3 separate regions of the Gossypium hirsutum genome follow, and regions 1 and 2 are each linked to region 3. Evidence: chromatin contacts called from public Hi-C data. All regions are on one chromosome and are shown on one strand. Each heading gives the region's core, a stretch centred on a gene start, on an enhancer-like site or on the middle of the called end of the contact. The rest is flanking DNA. Distances are from core to core; before and after follow the strand shown.

The links. A called contact is a pair of places that touch in the nucleus more often than the background predicts.
Region 1: a contact with region 3 is called in a Hi-C map of leaf, with 2.0 times the contacts expected there. The contact joins the promoter of LOC107888950 here to the promoter of LOC107888960 in region 3. A contact is called at or near these places in 2 of 34 Hi-C or Micro-C datasets (leaf and seedling).
Region 2: a contact with region 3 is called in a Hi-C map of leaf, with 2.2 times the contacts expected there. The contact joins the promoter of LOC107888953 here to the promoter of LOC107888960 in region 3. A contact is called at or near these places in 11 of 34 Hi-C or Micro-C datasets (callus, hypocotyl, leaf and 2 more).

Annotation. Positions count from the first base shown.
Region 1 is chrA09:57,031,418-57,035,835 of Gossypium_hirsutum_v2.1, forward strand. LOC107888950 (dihydrolipoyl dehydrogenase 2, chloroplastic) reads right to left here and starts at 1,437. Exons shown (of 15, transcript XM_016813224.2): 1 at 938-1,437; 2 at 26-172. The coding sequence starts at 1,234.
Region 2 is chrA09:57,116,606-57,121,129 of Gossypium_hirsutum_v2.1, forward strand. LOC107888953 (bromodomain and WD repeat-containing protein 1) reads right to left here and starts at 2,850. Exons shown (of 25, transcript XM_041077734.1): 1 at 2,515-2,850; 2 at 2,186-2,305; 3 at 1,506-1,854; 4 at 1,136-1,290; 5 at 671-910; 6 at 144-253; 7 at 1-34. The coding sequence starts at 1,849.
Region 3 is chrA09:57,395,283-57,400,114 of Gossypium_hirsutum_v2.1, forward strand. LOC107888960 (serine/threonine-protein kinase EDR1) reads left to right here and starts at 2,884. Exons shown (of 13, transcript XM_016813237.2): 1 at 2,884-3,533; 2 at 3,636-4,041; 3 at 4,136-4,787. The coding sequence starts at 3,106.

The sequences.
Region 1 (4,418 bases), core at 187-2,686, 370 kb before region 3:
CATAACAATTCAATCTTATTATTACCTGTAAGCCCAAAGCTTTCATGTGATGCTCACTTTGAAGTTCACGCATCCTACCACTAACAGCCAAGAGAGCTTTCGAAGGAACACAACCTCGGTTAACACACGTTCCTCCCACTACATCGCCTTCAATAATAGCAGTTTTCAAACCCTGCAATTACCAGAGCATGACAAGAAAAATTAAAGCAGGAATCAAATTATAAGTATTAATTGCATGAAAAATAGGAAAAACAGCAATCAACTATCAATGCACCATTGATCTTCACTTATAGCAGGAAAAACAAATATAAACAACTGAAAAATTACAGAGGTTTGTCTATAAATAATTACATTTCCAAAGAAGTTCTGCTAAACAACCAGGTAAAAGGCCACTGAGAGAAAGGAAGTAAGTTTCAGGCTTTCAGCTAAAAGATAAAGCGATATAGCGTCAAACTGAGTGAAAAAAACATAATGAAATTAAGTTTCAGCTAGAAGATAGAGCTGAATAGCATCAAAACCAAGTGAAAAACATAAAAATTTTCAGTTTCAGATAAAACATAAACTAAATAGCGTAAAAAATGAGTGAAAAAAAACATAATGATTTTCAGTTTCAGCTAAAAGGTAAAGCTTAATAGCGTCAAAATTGAGTGAAAAAACAAAACGGTTTTCAGTTTCAGCTAAAAAGATAAAGCTAAATAGAGTCAAATTTTAGTTAAAAGTACATTAAGATTTACAGTTTCAGATTTTCAGCTCAAAGATAAAGCTAAATAGCGTCAAAATTTTGTGGAAAAAAATAAAGATTTTCAGTACAGATAAAAGATAAAGAAAATAGCATCAAAATTGAGTGAAAAAGACGTAAAGATTTTCAGTTTCAGTTAAAAGATAAAGATAAATAACGTCAAAATTGAGTGGAAAAAAATAATAAAATAAAAATGACCTTCTCGACAGCATGCAATGCAGCTCCATGGCCACCGACGCCGGCGCCGATGATAATCAAATCATAATCAAACGATTTTGGAGGAGTTCCATTGTTTCCAGTTGAAGCAGAGATTCTCTTGGAACGTCCACGAGTCGAGAGTCGAACTCGACCAGAACTCGACCGAGTCAAAATAGAAATCCCGAAAGCTTCCCTTCTGAGCCCACAGAAGCGGAGATTGATGGGAGATTGAGAATGGAAGGCGTAATTAGTTGTAGGAACAGTGGTAGCTCGAGAGAAAGATAAAGTGGAATGCATGCTTTATTGCTTTTTTCTTGTCTTCTGTTTGGCAAGCAAGAAAATGGGAGAGACAGTGTGAATGAGAGATATAGGAAGAGAGGGAAAGGGAAAGGGAAAGGGCGTGGTTTTGCTTTGACAAGTACGTCTGTTGGAGTGAGAGGGATAGGGATAGCATAGTTACCCAAGCCTATTGTTTATTGATCCTACATTACTCCAATTTAACTACAAAAAATGATTTATAACTTATGCTGATAAAGTTTTGGGTAAACGATGTTGTGGAAGTTTTTTTTCTTAGCTTTGAGACTTGAAGGAATTTTTTAATAGTTGAGTTTAATGATTAAATTATAAAAAAAATTTAGTTAAGGGATGAAAATGAATAAAGATATTATAAATAAGACAATATGAAACATGTTTTTCATAGCATAACTTAGCTTATAATAATCAAATCACAAAATATCCTAACAAAAGAATTTTCAAAATTTAAATTTTTTTTACTAATTCATGTACTATTACGCTCCTTCAAGTTTTAAACAAATGTTCTATTTTATAATTCTACTCAAAAAATAATTTTTTAAGTGAAACGCGTCAAGGTGGTCCGTTAGAAGATGTCTGCCCAAAGTTTATCCACCAAATGATTATTCGCTGCACGTTCTTATTACATTATTATTATTCACCCAAACAATCTACATTTATAAGTCCGCCAATTGCCCAAAATGAGTTAACCTATTTAACATATGCAGGTATTTCCATTTCAAGCGTACTAATTGTCTACGCCAACATTGAACAAGCATCACGAAAGAGTACATATGTATACACAAAACATTTAATACATCATCATTCAGTTCATTTTCAATTTTACTGAGTAGACCGTATATACATGTCACTAGACCCAGCGTAGAGTTAAAATAATTCTATCAAAACAGAGCTGGATAGTGTGAGTTGTGGATCAATCCACCTGTCAAGTTCTGCCAAAATCTCTACAAGAAGAGAAAAATTAAAAGGGCTAAGCACTAAATATGCTTAGTAAGTTCGTAAGTTTAAAACATTAAACTCACCTTGCAAAACATTTGTCCATATATGTATAACCTGACTACATTCTCTATCTTGCCAACACATTCCACATATACAAGGTGAAAATATCGTATTCCAATATATAATGTATCCCAACCATTTCATTACTCATTTATACCTTATTTCAATTCATATAAATCATACCATCAAAATTTCTATTCTAGAAACATTCAGCTTGATGAATCAATATAAACAGAAAGGAATATGCGAGTAACTATTCAATAATACGTCAATTTGCTCATAAGAGCTTTCCAACCGATAACATGTCAGATGCACATAGTGCAAAGCCCATAGACTAAATAATCTCTCTCAATAACACGCCGAATTGCTTATAAGAGCTTTCCAACTGATAGCATGCCATACGCACATAGTGCAAAGCCCATAGGTTGAATATTCTCCCCCAATAACACTTCAGATTGCTCATAAGAGCTTTCCAACCAATAACACGCTAGATGCACATAGTGCAAAGCTTGTAGGTTGAATATTCTCCCCCGATAACACGCCAGAATCTCTGAAAAGATTAAATTGGAAATCCGCAACAAATACAAGATTCCAAAAAGCTTCAATAAACTTTCTTCATCTTTTTCACATCTCCCTTTATCTCGTACAACACACAAATACCCCTATTGGCATGCCAATTGTATCATTTGTTCATTTGGGCAACACACATATAACCAAACTTTCCTTTTACCATTTAAAACTTTTTCTCTTTTTTATCATACCAGTTTACTGAAATTTTCTTTATAAATTCCCATTCAAATATTTCATAATTAAACATAGCAACACCATATGAATTTACCTAGTACAGTAGTAAAAATTAAACACCAATGATCAATCTGTAATCTTTCATTTTCCTCTGTTATCTAATAGTTGATTTGATTCTTGATCTATACATTAATACATTTGATTCATTAATGACAACACTTATATATTTTTTCAGCTTTTAATCAATTCTTTCAGCCCTATCTGCCCTCCCTCTTCCTCTCTTTTTCTTCTCTTCAATTTTTCTCTTCTTTTCCTTTGTGTGTCGTCGCCCAAATCACCAAGCTTCATCACCTATTTTTTCTTCCTTTTGCAACAGGTTTTTGCACAATCCCCCTCCTCCCATTTGCTAACATTTTTATATATTTTTCTGGCCTTAAATATGCAACTATTAGCACCTAAAATCGGTCTCCATTTTTGTCCAAAGGACACCATTGTCGTCACTTCTTTCTAGCTAGAGTAAGTGTCATTTTTCTTTTGTTTTCTTGACGGATTTTTCGATAAAATATTCATATTTCCATATATGAAATTTTAAATATTTTTAAGGATTTAAACGATGAATTTCCAGCTTTTAAAACCCAATCTTATTGAGGCCCAAAACCACCCAAATGGCTGCCTATGGTGGAGAGAGCACCGCTCCTAGGTCCCTCAAAAGGGGGCTGTTATTTTCAATAATTTTTACTATTATTTTAGCAAATTTTAGATTTCTTGAAACCCTTTCTAAACAGCCTTTAGTCATATATGACTTAGAGAATTCGATCTTGATCGTTCGACAACTCAGATCTGACAAATCGGGAAGCGTAAGTGTGATTGGTTGTGAGTTAATACGTAGTTTTGACTCAACTGTTAGGGAAGTTTTTTTGGAAAAATCACATTTTTATGGGAACTTTAAGGCATATTCTCAATAGGTAAAGGTGGAGAGTTGAATCACAAAACTATGGTTTCATATTCTACTCAATGAGACTTTTAAAATTGTATATCATATGCTTAAAATGGTTGAGTAATGAATGAGAAATTGATGGTCAAAGAAAGCTACTTGGAAATATTATTGAGGAAAAGTAAAGGATTAGATCCCACATTGGGTAAATACCAAAGTGTGAGATGTGTTTATATATGTGAACCCTCTTGAAGGGTAATTGAATGACTAAGCTTGTAACCTTGCCTCGTGCGCAGGGGGTGTAGGTCCAAACCCGACAGGGTTGGGGCACACCTGCACGAAGTGGATGACGCACAATGTCCAATCCAGTTGGGCCCAAATGGGCTTGCGGATATTTCAAGCCCAATATAAATTTATGTTTCTTCAGCAGACATAATCTGCTTATATATGGACAGTATCCGATTCTAATCAAATTGATTTAATTTTTTAATT
Region 2 (4,524 bases), core at 1,600-4,099, 280 kb before region 3:
TATTGGAACTGACAGCCAGGTCAGTTATGTCACCCTTTCATCCAAACAGAAATAATGTAACGTGTAACTAAAAGAAACCACAGATAGGAAAATAAATAAAAACTAAAATTTGCAAGAAGTGCATTATAGCTCATAAAACTCACTTCATGTCCACGGCAGCTAGCTAAGCAATATGCAGTCTCCATAGACCAGATTTTCACAAGACGGTCATCAGAACCAGTAATGACATACCTCCCAGATCGATCAAATATTGCTGCAATTTGCATACAGTAAAAAGAAAACAAACTCAAGTTCATGATGCCAAGAAAAATCTTGTCAAGTTGGAGCTTTTGAGTGAAAGTGGTAACTGCTCAAAACGTTCAAATACAGAAAGAAAAGCAGGAGAGACCACAGAAAAGCTAGAACCCATAAAAAAGCGTAGGAAAGGAATCTTTAATGAGCTCACAAGTATATCAACATAATACCTTCTCTGCAAGTGTGCCTATATATATATATATATTTTTTTTTGGGGGGGGGGGGGGGGAGGGGATGGGTTAACAAGCATGCATGCTTAATTTATGACAAACAAATAGCCTAATTAACACCAAATCTGAAGCACATGGTATGAAGGTTACTCAGCAATAAAGAATTATGCATGGCTCAAACTGCAAATATGAAGACAAAGATATACCACAATAGACAGCATTCCGGTGCCCTCGCAACCTCTTGATATTTTGCATCTTCTGCACCATAGTTGATGGTTTTGCAATGGCATAACATGCTGCACGAATAGATGGGGACCGATGATGTCTTGTGAAACCACCCCCAATTTCCCTTAAACCCAGCCCACGAACCTGATCTGCATGCATATGAGGCCAACGCATATGAACAGGAGGACGTTTGGCTTCACTTTTTCCTTTGTTGTCATCATCTGAGAGAAGATGAAAATCAAATTTAAGAATAACTTAAAATTTGAGGCAGAATAAAATTCCTGAAAAGAAAATTGGAAGAATGGGCAAGAGAAGTTCTTTTATAATCCATTGAAGTAGTATCTCAAAAACCAAAAAATAATGAGGACTTGATATTTTTGTTCTAATAAAGTTCCAAGTTTAAAGCGCAAAGGAATATGTTTCATGGCTGAAAAAAAGCCACCTACAGCTCAAAAGAGAAAAGGGCCCCGTTCCTAAAAGAGTGGGGACATCAGCAGCATTTGGAGTGTGTCTTGCACTTTTGTCTTTGGATTGGGAGGGTGCAGTTAATAACAACTGCTTCAAAAGCTTTATCAAGTGATCTTTTTCAATGTGAGGATTCCTACAAAAGCATAAATGGCACAAGAAACAAGTCAAACTTTTTCATAAAATGCTGCATGAAACTCATAAAGTGTCTGTTGCTACTTAGTTATAAAATAAGTTGCCTTTGTCATTTGAAACACCATACACATAGCCTGCTATTCAATAGACATCTTATGTGCTATTCAATAGACATCTTATGATCACGTTAAACAAAACTAAAAGCTAATATCATACCTCTCCACCAACTGAGCATAACTTAAAGGGAATGACAAGCCATCATCATTTTCATGACCACTATCTTCCCCTTTCCTTGAATACCAAGCATGATACCTTCTAGGTAGAAGTTGATTTTCAAGCAATTCATTCCAAAACTGTCCACATGTTCTTTTACAAGGACCAGTTGAAAGGAAATGCATAATCAAAAAGTAAACTTCCCTGAGATCAACATCTACGTTATGCTTCTTAGAATCATCTGTCTCTCCATCTGCAAGTTGAGCTCGCACCTTAGTGGAAAAACTCAATGGCTTCATCCTAACAGAAGGAGAATCACTGGAGGGAACATATTTCTGGAGAGCCATATAACCTGCACATTAGAATAATAAAATCAACAGAATAACATGCGATAAGTTCGATCTTATTCACACATGGAAACAATACATCAAAAACAAAACTGCAATGACATTTATAACCAAACCATCCTTTCAGTCCAACGCAAAACTACTGTAAAAAATCTAGAAGAGGGAAAACCTAAGATCTCAGCACAAACACGAAAACCCTCCAAACCCCAAGTTGAACATATACAAAATATAACAGCAAAGTGACTTTCAGCTTCTCTCAATAGATACCTCAATTTAGGAATTCACTTCAAATTCGTTCAATATCAAAGCATAAACATTTAAAATTCGCAAAAATACCTTCAGAGCGTACCAGGTGGATTAACCGGATGGGCAGTCACCGGAAACACGAAAATCTCTACCGCGCATTTGGAAATCCACAATGCAAAGGCCCGCAACAACAAGAACAGATCAAAAACCCTAAATTCAAAAGATTTCCACTGCTAACAATCAATAACAATAAATTCTTAACTAAAAAAGAAAACCAAAAAAAACTACCAAATTCGACATTCAGTGCGATGCACGCACAAAGAACTTGCAGCCAAAATAACTAAAATAAATTGAATTTTGAAAAAAAATAACAAGGAAAAAATATAGAAAAACAAGAAGTGGTATATAAGAAAGATTACCTTCAATGCATAAGATTCTTTTCAGGAGCAAAACGACGCGTTTTGGAGGTTTCAGTGTTATCTTCTTCAACTTAAAAGGAAGGATTTAAAGTGGGAATGGGGATCGAGTGAAGAAAAAATAATAGCTAAAATTTTAATTTCAATAACAATGGAGAAAATTTCGAAAGGAAGATAGCGAGTGAGGGACACGCGCGAAATGACGAATATTTATTTTGAAAATTCTAGGAAGGTAGCTTCTGTGTGTTTGTGTTTTTCTGTTTGGGGGTTTAAGAGAGAGAAAAAATAAACGAAGGGATTTCTCGAGATAAAAGGAGGAAGAGAAAACAAAGAAGATGAGAGAACCGAGGATTCAACGCAGCGTTTTTATATCTTTTACGATGCTCACTTACGCGCGTGAAAGGTAGCGCGTGTTTTGACGATATCTCTGAGAAAGCGGCGCCGTTTTATGGGCTCCGCTGGGCTGGGTTTTTGGTTTTTCTGGCTATTTGAGGTGCGCTTGTTTGTACTTAAAAGATGACAAGCCCACAAATCAGTGGGACCCTATTGGCTTTGGTTTTTGTCTTAATTGCAGCTCCTGTTACCTGTAGAATTTTGGGAAAATTAGCCATATGTACCACTTTTAAAACGAAGCTAGCAAATTAGGCTGATTTTTTTCTAATTTAGGGAAATAGATTGATTTTGAAGAAAATAGCTGAAAATGCCTATTGTTGGAAATATTGGCGTTTTCAGTTTCTCTTTCTTGCCACATTAGCATAATTATTTTTATTTTTTTAATTTAATTTTTTTATTAATTTTTAAAGGGATAAATATTAAAATTATAAATGAACTTTAATTCAATGTATAATATCATACATGAACTTTGATTTTGTACTATTATTTACATGAAATTTTGATTTGATTCAGTTTTCACAAATCACTAACACCGTTATTGAATTAGCATCATTTTACGTTGATATATTGTACATACAAATAATAAATGAATCTAGTATGAAAATAAATGTACCTATTTATTTTTTTAAATGTGTACAATTGAATCAAAATTAAAATTTTATATATACATACAAACTCTAATTTAAGTTTAATAGATATAATTGTACCAAATTAAAATTTATGATCAAATTACACATTGATACGAAGTTGATGAATATTTATCCCAACAAATCATTTGAATATATCAAATTCAAGGTTGATATAATTTTTATTTAGAAAATTTAAACTGCAAACTTCTAGCATAAAAATTTACTAAAGTTATTAGGATTTGAATTCTAAATTAGATGTTATTTTTTAATTATTAACTTTTATGATATAATATATATTATTTTTTATTATTATAAGAAAAGGAGACATTCTTTTTTTCTTAAACTAAAATAAATCCAACATATTTAAGTTGATTTCGGAAAAAACGATTAAGCTTATAAATTTTAATTCAAATTAATTCAATTATTTACAATATTCAAAAATGAAAAATATAAAAGACAACATGTTCGATTGAAAATTTTAAAAATGATTTTTGAAAAATAAAATATGTAAAATTGAGAAAATAAAAAATTTATTTTCATTATTTTCACTAAAAATAATTTATAAAACAAAAAATAAAAACAAATGATTGAATTAAGATCATATAAGCAAGTAAATATATTTTTTTCAACAAATTTTTAAATATTAAATATGATGCTTTAGTTGGAATCCAAAGGTTAAAAATTTTAAATTAAAAAAAAAAGGTCAAAAACGGTTATATTGATGTGGCACGGGGGAGAAGTTGAAAATCTTGAACTAACATGGGATGAAAACGCCTCTTGTAAGAGGTTAAGTTTCTGATAATGCTCTAGAATAACGTATTTTTATGTATTAATCATGTGTTTATTCTGAGCTTGATCCTACTAATTTAAGCTATTTATGTCTTTTTATCTTTTAGGAACTGATTTGGAGGCAAAAGCAAAATTAAGGGACAAAAGTGCGAATTTGGAGACACATTGGGCTGATATGCGACACAAGGACTAAAAACGCAAA
Region 3 (4,832 bases), core at 1,634-4,133:
AGCTTTTAAGAACTTGTCAATGAGGAAATAAGTTTGATATTTCCAAAAACTTATCCTAAAACAAAGACAAAGAGGCTGTGATCAATGAGGAGCCAAATAAAAGAAGGAGAAGGGCATTCAATGTCATAAATGTCATGGTTTTGGTCATGTACAAGCTGAGTGTGCAAACACTATAAAAAAGAAGTCTTTGATGTGACTTAGAGAGATAAATACTCAGCAAGTGAAAATGATGAAGATGATGAGAACTTAAATAATTATGTTGCTTTTACTTCCTAGTTGCTGACAAAAGTTGCAATTGATTTTGAAACTAGCAATAATGGTGAAGCTTAATAGAAAAAGGACTTTATGAAGGTATACAAAACCATGTTTGACAAATGTGAACGGGTTTATAAAATTAACATCAAGGCTACTATTGAGAATTATATGCTTAAATAGAAAAATCAAAGAGTGTTGAAAAACATTGAAGAGAACACTTTTTCGACTGAGAAAGACATATTATGTCATTGACATTAAGATCCAAAGGGATAGATCTCACCAAATGTTAGGGTTATCATAAGAAACTTATATTAATATAATTCTTGAGAGGTTTTAGATGAAAGATTATTCACCGAGTGTTGCACCCGTTGTTAAGGGTGATAAGTTCAATTTAAACCAATGTTTGAAACTCGAAATTAGGAAGGAATAAATGAAAAAAAATCTCATTTTAGCCGTTGGAAGCTTAATATATGCTCAAGTCCATACCAAACCTAACATTGCATTTGTAATGGGAATGTTGAGAAAATATGAAAGCAATCCTAGGATAGACCATTAGAGAGTTGCAAAGAACATGATGAGATATCTTCAAGGAACTAAAATTCACATGCTTACTTATAGGTAATCTAAAATTTTAAAAGTTGTCAGATATTCAGATTCAGATTTTGTTTGTTGTGCTGATTATTGGAAATCAACATCTACATATTTTTTAAGTTGGCCAGTGGAGTCATATCTTGGAGAATTGTTGAATAGACACTAGCAGTAACCTCTACTATAGAGGCTAAGCTTGTTTCATGTTTTGAAGCTACCTTGCAGGATATTTGGTTAGGAAGTTTTATTGCGAGTTTTGGAGTGTTCAACATATCTCTAGACCCATATGGATATATTAGGACAATATGGCAGGGATGTGTTAAAGTAAACACATTAACGTTAAATACTTAGTAATTAGGGAACACATTAAATCATGAAATTGCTCATAAAACACATAAGTACAAAGTTAAATATAGTTGATCGCTTGACAAAAGGAATACCACTAAAGTTGTTCAACGGACATGTGGTTGAAATATAGTTCAATTTAAAAAATTATATAAATTGAGAATTCATTTAAAATTATTATTTTTGAAATTATAAAAAAAATATAAAATTATTTAAAAAATACATGTAGAATGAACTTCCATAAAAAAACTCAAACCTCCATTTATTCAGATTATTCTAGACATCTACTTTTAAGGTTATTTATTTATTTATTTAAAAAAGATAGTTTTTAAGAATTATTATAGCTTTTTAAATAAATTTTAATATTTTTATTATATATAATTGAATTGTTTATAAAATGTAAATGATGACTTAACGCTTTTAAGAGAATACGGAGACTTCAAAAACTAATGTGAAGCAAAAACCAAATTAGGAGAAATTATTGAATTGAAAATTAAATATTTTTTTTATCCCTTTTATTATACTTTGAAAGGGAAACTTGTAGCTTGGACCAAATAATGAAAGAAAATTACTTGCCATAAAAAGCCACAAAACTAGAACATTTGATTGTTGGTTAAACGGAAAAAAAGAAGAAGAAGATGGTTTTAATTTTTTTTAAGTAATAAATAAAGTCGGTCCAATTAATACCTCTCAAACCCTACCCTTAGCGAAAAAGTGAAACCCGGAACATCATATCGAAGGAGGAACCTTGAAGTTAGCGTTTGTGATGACGCGCTACATTCATTGGACATTCACCTGAAATTCTATCACTTAATTGGATGATTTCAATCACGTGAATTTTAGCTCGTGGGGATGCTACCCTACTCCTTAGTCTATTTTTTTTTCTCTGATAAGACACTCCTTAGTGTATTTAAAGCATCTGGTATTCACGATGAGATAAAGGGTCTAATTTCAAGACACCTCCGGGTATTATAGACCTGATTTTAATTTGGTCCTGATTTTTGAAGTATCATCTGAGGGCGAGTTGAAATCGGTTTAATCAATCATTCGGTTAAGTTGGTGTCTATTAAGGTTTTACTGATTAAATCGTTTATAATCTTGGTTTAAGCTTAACTTGGTTAGTCAATTCGATTAAAATCGAATGTTGTTGGATAAGTTTGAAAAATCAACCTAATCAGCTAAAAATCCAAAAACTAAATGTATCATATCGATTAAGTCAGATCACTAGTCTAACCATTAAATTGAATGTTAAATATCAACTTGTATCTAACATGAAGATCATTTATACATGTAAATATTTTTTTCGCTTTTGTTTTCATATTTTTTTATCTTTTAGTGTTGTTCATGTTTATTTTACAATTTAAGTTCGGGATTCAAAGCTATCATTTTTAACAATATCGTCTCAAAGCTCAACATAAAAAAAGTATATATGTATTTTTAAAATATACTATACATATTTAAATTGACTTTCATGTTAGATTAGAACTTTACATTTTATGATTAAAAACCTAATTGATGAAACACCTAATTGATACAATATTAATAATTGGATCCAATTGAAGTATTTTAAAATTTAGAAACCTATTTAAAATTTAGAATATAATGCGAGAACACCATAAGGAATTAACCCGAAAAAGGAAAAAAAAAACAAAAAACCAGAAAGAAACTGTCCCAAAACAAAGAAAAAGGCAAGAAAAAAAGAAAAGATAAATAGAAAAAAGGAAAAGAGAAATAGTTGAAGTCTTTGAGTCTTAGACCTCTCTTAAAAGAGAAAGAGGACTGTTTATTTCTACAGAAAGTGAGATTTTTGTATCTTATCAAAGCTTTGAACTTTGAAGCCCCTTCCTATGGTTTGACTTTTTGATTTGGTGAAGTGTACCAAAAAAAAAAAAAAAAAGAAAGAAAAAAGTAGCAAAAATGGAAACACCTACAGCGGATGAGCTTTTGAGGAAGATCCAAGAACTGGAGGCAGGACATGAGCATCTCCAGCAAGAAATGTCTAGATTAAAACAATCCGGCGCCGGTCAGTCAAAGCCCGACCACATTCGTCAAAGATCCCACTCTACTTCCCCTCAACGCCGCCGCTGCCCGGGGAATTCGGCTGCGGCGGCGGCTACGTCGGCTGCTGCTTTGAAGAAAAGTTCTTGCTCGTTTCGGCATTCGTCGCCGTTGCAAAGAGAGAGCAGAAGGTGTGATACCGGAAATGGCGGCGGCGGAGGTGATGGAGAAGGCCGGAATACTGGTCCGGCTGCCGTTAATTTCACCAACAGTCAGTATTTAAATATTTTGCAGTCTATGGGACAATCTGTTCATATATTTGACCTTAATGGCCGTATAATTTATTGGTAAGAGGGTTACTTTCATGCCTTTAATGTTCTAGTCAGTGATTAACCTTTGTTATTAGTAAATGTAAGTAGCATTCTTATTGAATTGGGCATTTTTTGCAGGAACCGAACTGCGGAAAACCTTTATGGTTATTCAGCGGCGGAGGCTTTAGGGCAAGATGCCGTTGAACTTCTTGTCGATCCCAGGGACTTTGCGGTGGCGAATAATATAGTTCATCGTGTTATGATGGGTGAGAGTTGGACTGGGCAATTTCCTGTTAAGAATAAAATGGGGGAGAGGTTCTCAGCTCTTGTAACTGATACTCCTTTTTATGATGATGATGGTTCTTTGGTTGGAATTATTTGTGTATCCAGTGATTCTCGGCCTTTTCAAGTTGCATTTTCGGCTGAAAAGCAACCTGAAGGAAATTCGACCTTCAGCCGGTCCAAAAATGCTGTTTCAGCTAAACTCGGTCTTGATCCTCAGCAACCTTTGCAAGCTGCAATTGCGTTGAAGATAACGAATTTGGTATTGGTTCCTTAATTTTCATGTAGTTTCTGGTTGGTTTTTTATTGTTATTGTAGTTTGTCTTGGGTTGATTGTGAAAGAGTTACTAATGCAGGCGTCCAAGGTGAGCAACAAAGTGAAGTCCAGAATTAGGACCGGAGAGAATTGCATTGATCCGGAAGGGGGAAGTGGAGATAGTCATCATTCTGATCATGTTTTGTCCGATGCTGTACATTTCGATCATAAAGAAGATGCAACTTCGAGTGCAGCCAGTACACCGAGGGGAGATGTACACCCATCTGCCTTTGGTGTATTTTCTCCTTTTGAGGAGAAGCCTGCAGTTAAAACCTCGAGAGATTCTGGTGATGAGAGTGAAGGAAAGCCTGCAATCCAAAAGATTATGACATTAATGAATAGGAAAGGGTTATCATGGCCTTGGAAAAGGAATGATCAAGAAGGATTGGAGGCAAGGACTGCACGTTTTGTTTGGCCTTGGTTGGGCAATGATCAAGAGAATGAAACGTTTGAACCCAAGTGCTCATATTCTAGTGCAAAAACTGAAGGCCATGTTAATGAAGGTAATAGACCTGTTAATAACGAGGCATCGGGTTCCTGGTCATCATCTATTAATGTTAACAGCACAAGCAGTGCCAGCAGCTGTGGAAGCACCAGCAGTAGTGCTGTTAATAAAGTTGACATGGATTCTGATTGTTTAGATTACGAGATCTTGTGGGAAGACTTGACGATTGGAGAGCAAATAGGGCAAGGTAAATTCTTTTGCTGAACTGCAACTGGGAGATGTGATGGAATTA